2 separate regions of the Mus musculus genome follow, and region 1 is linked to region 2. A link is a contact called in public Hi-C data. All regions are on one chromosome and are shown on one strand. The core of a region is the stretch at or near the end of the contact, and the rest is flanking DNA. Distances in the headings are between cores, read along the strand shown.

Region 1 (2,814 bases), core at 178-2,677, 100 kb after region 2:
GCCGACTAGAAAGGGGAACTAACAGTAAGAAAATCACATGGCCACACTGTTATACTCAGGGTCTGCTGTGAAGAAACAACACAAAGTGTTAGGGGAACCCTCAAATGAGGGACAATTTTAGCGGCAGGACAAGATGGAGCTAGGCAGGCCATGCATAGGGTCTGGACAGACCTTTTTGAGCAAGAGGAACAGTATGTGGAAGATACTGGCATCCTAGAGAGTCTTCGTGTAGCCTGAGCATGGGAGTGAGGGAGGGTGTCTTAGAAAATCAATAGGGACATTCAGGCCTGCTCGATCGTGCAAACAGCTTTGAACACTTTTTTAAATTCCTGGGAAATTTTTAGGCATAAAGGATAACATGATCAGAGTTCAGTTTCTGAAAGAATGTAGTGTGGTTCACGAGCAGGAATTGTGAGAGATGAGAGGGGCAATAGGGGAAGTACCCAGAATTTCATAACTAGTAAGACCATGTTCTTCAACAGGACATCTTCCAAGGGCACTTGCTACTTGAAACCTGGTTTTACTTGAACTACTCTTTGTTTCTTTGGGTTTTCTTGAGACAGGGTTTCTATATAACAGTCCTGGTAGTCCTGGAACTCACTCAGTAGGTCCCACTGGCCTGAAACTCACAGAGACCTGCCTCTACTTCCTGAGTGCTGAGTTTAAAGGCTTGCGTCACCAGTGACCTGCTTTTTTATTCCTCTTCCTCCTCTTCCTCTTCCCCCACTCCTTTCTTCTTTGTAAGAAACAGGGTCTTGTCACCGCGTGGATGGCCTTGATCAGGACTGTTAGCTGAGATCTCTGGAGTGAAAGAGGGTCTTGTCACGCGTGGACGGCCTTGATCAGGTTAGCTGAGATCTCTGGAGCTGCCCTTCTGAAGGATTCAGAGTTTTTGCATAACTTAGTCCCAAGACATACCTGGCGAACCAGGAAATCTCCTGACTGAACTGCTTAGGTAATCGGCCTTCACACAACTCCTACATCAGATAAGAGGTTTTGCTATGCGGAAATTGTCTTGCTAAAAGTGCCTTTTTTGTGTAACAATAAAGAACTTATGAAAAGTTCCTAGGTGTTCAGTACTTCCGAGGCTAATCCATCCCGCTGCGCTGCCGAGAAGCCAAATTCATCCTGCAATGTCTCTTTCTCAACCCAGACCCCAGACAACCAATAATTTAGCAACAGGTACAGCTGAACCAGTAGATAACTAGCAATCATTAGCCCTCATATGAGCAACACTCACCTCCTGCCATGTCTCTAAGCCCTTCCCTGATCTGTCTTATCTTTGTATCCCTCTGTCCCCTGGGTCAAAATGGAATGAATGTGAGTAACTGTTCACCCAAGGTGGGAAGGAGTGAGGGACTCCGTGACTACATTACTGACACAATGGCAAGCCTCTTCACTGCAGCTTAACGTGGAGCTGACGAGTGAAGACTTGGGGGAATGGAGCAAGCATAGGAGCAGGGGTTTCATTCAGGTGCATCGCATCTCTTCAGCCAGACCTTGAGCCTTCATTCTTCACATTCTTCATTCGTGTCTACTGAAGCATGAGAGAGCATACGCACTTAAAATCTGGGCTGTGTCTTTTAAAAGTTCAAAGTTATACACAGGAGTTATAATTAACAAAATAAAATAGAGTAAAACTTCATTATTTAACTATTTCTTCTTTTCCATCTGCAAACCGAGTCACCGCTATTTAGAACATGTTCAACGTGCTAACTACCAGATTCTTGTCTTCCTTAACCCACATCCTGTGGATCTTGTCCAGTGACTTCAGAGGAAATTCTGTGGTTAAAAAAGATATGCGTATATAAAAAGGAAAACGAAGCTTTCGTTTCTATTTGTTGTAAGGGAGACAACAGTGAGGCGACACAGACAAAATAAAAGAAAATCGACTAACAAATAAAAAAGCAAGCACTGCTATACTGTTAAACACTACAAAATAAAATGTCTAAACTTTTTTAAGGAGTAAAGATGAGTCTTTAATTTGGAGGTAAATTTTCAAAAATTCTTACGTATCTCTTTTCCAAAGCATCAAAACAACCTTGAATCCTGTCAAGAAATAATATCCAATGTCACTTTAGCCCATATGAACAGCCAAAAAAATAAATCCAAGTATGTAATTAGTTTGCACTTCTATTTTGCAGTATATAAATTAACAATCATTCTGCCCGTTCTGTTTAACCACCTTTTAAAACCCCAAGCCATTCCCATATATCTATAGAATATTATAAATAACACACAGCTCTGAAGCACAGAAGTGTTCTCTCTCTTCCCAGCACAGAATGGTAGTAAACACAAAGGTATATAGTGAATAATCGCAGTTAGGATTTTTTTTTCTTTATATAAGTCTATTTTCTTCTAAAATGAAATCAATAGTTTAAAATAATACTGAATAATTGCTACAATTTTCAGGAAAGAGGGCTAATAAAGTATTCTCTTTTTAGGAAAAGATTTTAGAAAATAAAGTTTGATGGGCAATTTTACAGAATTTACTTACCATTTAATAATATGTAATGACCCCGGACACTTTTTGTCTTCCCGGAGAATTTTTAAACTGAGGTCTAGAAAAAAAGAAACATCACTGTTATACTGAAAACTTCATGCTAAATAAAGCATTTCCTTTATTTTTTTATTTGTAAAATTTAGTTTTTCAAGACAGGGTTTCTCTGTGTAGCCTTAGCTGTCCATAAACTCACTCTGTAGACCAGGCTGACCTTGAACTCAGAGATCCACCTGGCTCTGCCTCCTGAGTGCTGGGATCAAAGGTGTACACCGCCACTGCATGGCACGTTTTGATGTTTAAACACCCACTTT
Region 2 (2,700 bases), core at 131-2,630:
GGAGGAAAATCCAAGGAGGGAAAGAGATTAGAGAAGGCAGGGGAGAGGAGTCCTCAAGTCTAATGAGAGCCTGTGCTAGTTCAGGCTCCAGTAGGCATGAGAAAGACAGAGGAAGCTCTAAGAGTTGGCAAGAGACAGAGCAGGCAGGAAAGAGATGTCCTTAGATGGGTGGCAGAACAAGGAGGAGTTCCGGGGCACTTAGAGAAGGAGTCATAAATAAGAGCCCTGCCAGAGGGAGAGTTCCATCAACAGCACAGAGGAAGTACAACGCTGTAAGGAATAAGTGTCGAGGGGCAGAGTCTCAGTTTGAGGACACCTGCAAGCTGTCTAGAAAAGCTGCCTAACACACCAACAGGACCTTGGTAGCAAATTCCAGAGAGAGAGAGAGAGAGAGAGAGAGAGAGAGAGAGAGAGAGAGAGAGAGAGAGAGAGAGAGAGGTTCCGCAAGCCAACAAAAAGCAGAGACAGAGCAGGCAGCTCTCAGAGGACTCTTGCCTGAGGAGCCAGGAAGAGACAAGATGGGGAGAAGAGTAGGTGGCCACTCTACCAGTGGGAGGGGAATGGCTAAGGAGATGGACTGTAAGATTTGGAGTTGAACATGGTGAGAGGTAGAAGCCAGAGTAGAGGTGAGTAATCCACATACAGGAAGGCCAAATCAGCACTTTGCTTTAGTTAGGAGGAAAAGGACTGTTCAAAAAGGGGGGACCCAGGTTTGGGTTCCAAATTAAGAAAGGGCATAGTGAAACAATTAACTAGACCACTGCATGGGCAGAAAAATGTATTGGGGATCAGATTACCAAGCTGTCTTGGGCAGTTCAGGGGCTGTTTACTGAGACGAGCTGTGCTGAATGACCGGGAACAGGTACTCTTGCCTGAGGTAGCTGACGTTTGAGGGGCAGATTTAGGGAGGTTTCTGGCAAAAAGAGACCCATCTCTAGGCTTTTGTTTGCCCAATAAGTTCTTTGCCCAGCCAATGTCCTTCTCTTTAGGGCATTGTCATCAACACTGCCATTTTGGGGGGCCGTTTTAGACCTAACAATATGTAGTCACAGGAGCAACCCCATATTTTATGACTAGCTTAAAGTACACACATACCCAGTACACCCACACACTTACTTTCTGGATGGCTGGAAAAAAATATGCACCCTTATGCACGCTCTCACCTCACCCCCCTCGTGAACCTTTTGGTCAGTTACAGGAAGGCGATAGTTCAAACTGAAAGGAAGGCAGGTCTTCTTTTGATATGTCAACAAACAATTCATTTATCCCTTCTCATTTTGTACGGTCTGAAAGTCTGATGCATGTGTGTATGCTGTGTGTGTTTCCTTATGTCACTGGCAAACAGCAGTGGATATGGAAAGAAGAAGTGGGCCAAAGCAGAGTTCCGTTATTGTGCTGGGCCCGTGTCTGTCCCGCCATCAATCCATCATAGGTTCTTCAGGGATGGATATTTACTTGTACCAGGAACATGGCCGCCTGAGTCAGATGCCCTGCTGAAATAGGAGGCACATCAGAACCCGAACTGATCCACTTCACCTCTGCACAGAATTACAGAAACTATGCAGAAAGACCAGGACCAGAGGGCTTTAGCATGCATGGTACTTACTGCCGAGCTTACCCGCCTGAAGCTTCGCCTCAAGAAGAGAACCGACTCCTGCAAGCTGCCCTCTGACTGCCACATGTGCACCCACCCCCACACACACTTAGAAAAGACCAAGTTATAGTCCAACTCCAGCATCCGCCTGACTCATCTTGTGAAACAGAAATAACCGCAAAAGCTAAGAAATGATAACTCAGAATGTTTGACTCTTTAGTATTTATTTTATGTATATGAATATTTTGCCTGCATGTGTGTATGTGTGCTATGTGTGTGCCTGGTGCCCCAGAAAGTCACAAGAGGGTGTTGGATTCCCTGGAACTGGAATTACTGATGGTTTGAGCCATTGTGGGGGGTGCTAAAAACGGGAAGCTAGATCCTCAGCAAGAGCAGCAAGTGTCCTTAACCATGGAGCCATCTTACCACCTCTCCTGACCCAGGTTTCCTCTGTGTAGCCCTGGCTATCCTGGAACTAGCTCTTTAGACCAGGCTGCCTGCCTCTGCTTTCTGAGAGCTGGGATTAAAGGCGTGTACCACCACAGCTGGCTTTGCCTCTTTTTTTTTGATTTTTGGTTTTTGTTTTAGAATTAATTTTTTTATTAGGTATTTTCCTCATTTACATTTCCAATGCTATCCAAAAAGTCCCCAATACCCCCCCCCCCCACTCCCCTACCCACCCACTTCCACTTTTTGGCCCTGGCGTTCCCCTGTACTGGGGCATATAAAGTTTGCAAGTCCAGTGGGCCTCTCTTTCCAGTGATGGCCGACTAGGCCATCTTTTGATACATATGCAGCTAGAGTTAAGAGCTCTGGGGTACTGGTTAGTTCATAATGTTGTTCCACCTATAGGGTTACAGATCCCTTTAGCTCCTTGGGTACTTTCTCTAGCTCCTCCATTGGGGGCCCTGTGATCCATCCAATAGCTGACTGTGAGCATCCACTTTTGTGTTTGCTAGGCCCCGGCATTGTCTCACAAGAGACAGCTATATCTGGGTCCTTTCAGCAAAATCTTGCTAGTGTATGCAATGGTATCAGCGTTTAGAAGCTGATTATGGGATGGATCCCTGGATATGGCAGTCTTTAGATGGTCCATCCTTTCGTCA

What was found. A called contact is a pair of places that touch in the nucleus more often than the background predicts.
Region 1: a contact with region 2 is called in a Hi-C map of the G1E-ER4 cell line, with 2.5 times the contacts expected there. The contact joins two enhancer-like sites. A contact is called at or near these places in 8 of 39 promoter capture datasets (the C10 cell line, the HPC-7 cell line, cranial neural crest and 5 more), 2 of 15 datasets of contacts at CTCF or cohesin (the NIH/3T3 cell line and pro-B cells), 44 of 484 Hi-C or Micro-C datasets (the 3T3-L1 cell line, 8-cell embryo, the AML12 cell line and 24 more), 10 of 115 datasets of contacts at active chromatin or transcription factors (the 230-238 cell line, the HPC-7 cell line, the NIH/3T3 cell line and 5 more) and 4 of 9 other capture datasets (adipose tissue, bone marrow-derived macrophages, liver and 1 more).

What each region holds. Positions count from the first base shown.
Region 1 is chr11:4,422,259-4,425,072 of GRCm38.p6, forward strand. It overlaps Hormad2 (HORMA domain containing 2), which reads right to left. Exons shown (of 11, transcript NM_029458.1): 4 at 2,498-2,561; 5 at 2,013-2,049. Among named protein-coding and RNA genes, the nearest start is that of Hormad2, 17 kb to the right of the region's middle. Within about 2 kb of position 1,428, at least 69 of the 459 cell types and tissues checked have an H3K27ac peak or open chromatin away from gene starts, as enhancers often do. A contact at or near this core is called in the G1E-ER4 cell line, the HL-1 cell line, Th1 cells and 4 more, where this site is marked.
Region 2 is chr11:4,318,046-4,320,745 of GRCm38.p6, forward strand. No RefSeq gene overlaps it. Among named protein-coding and RNA genes, the nearest start is that of Gm24803, 4.9 kb to the right of the region's middle. Within about 2 kb of position 1,381, at least 20 of the 459 cell types and tissues checked have an H3K27ac peak or open chromatin away from gene starts, as enhancers often do. A contact at or near this core is called in the G1E-ER4 cell line, the HL-1 cell line, Th1 cells and 4 more, where this site is marked.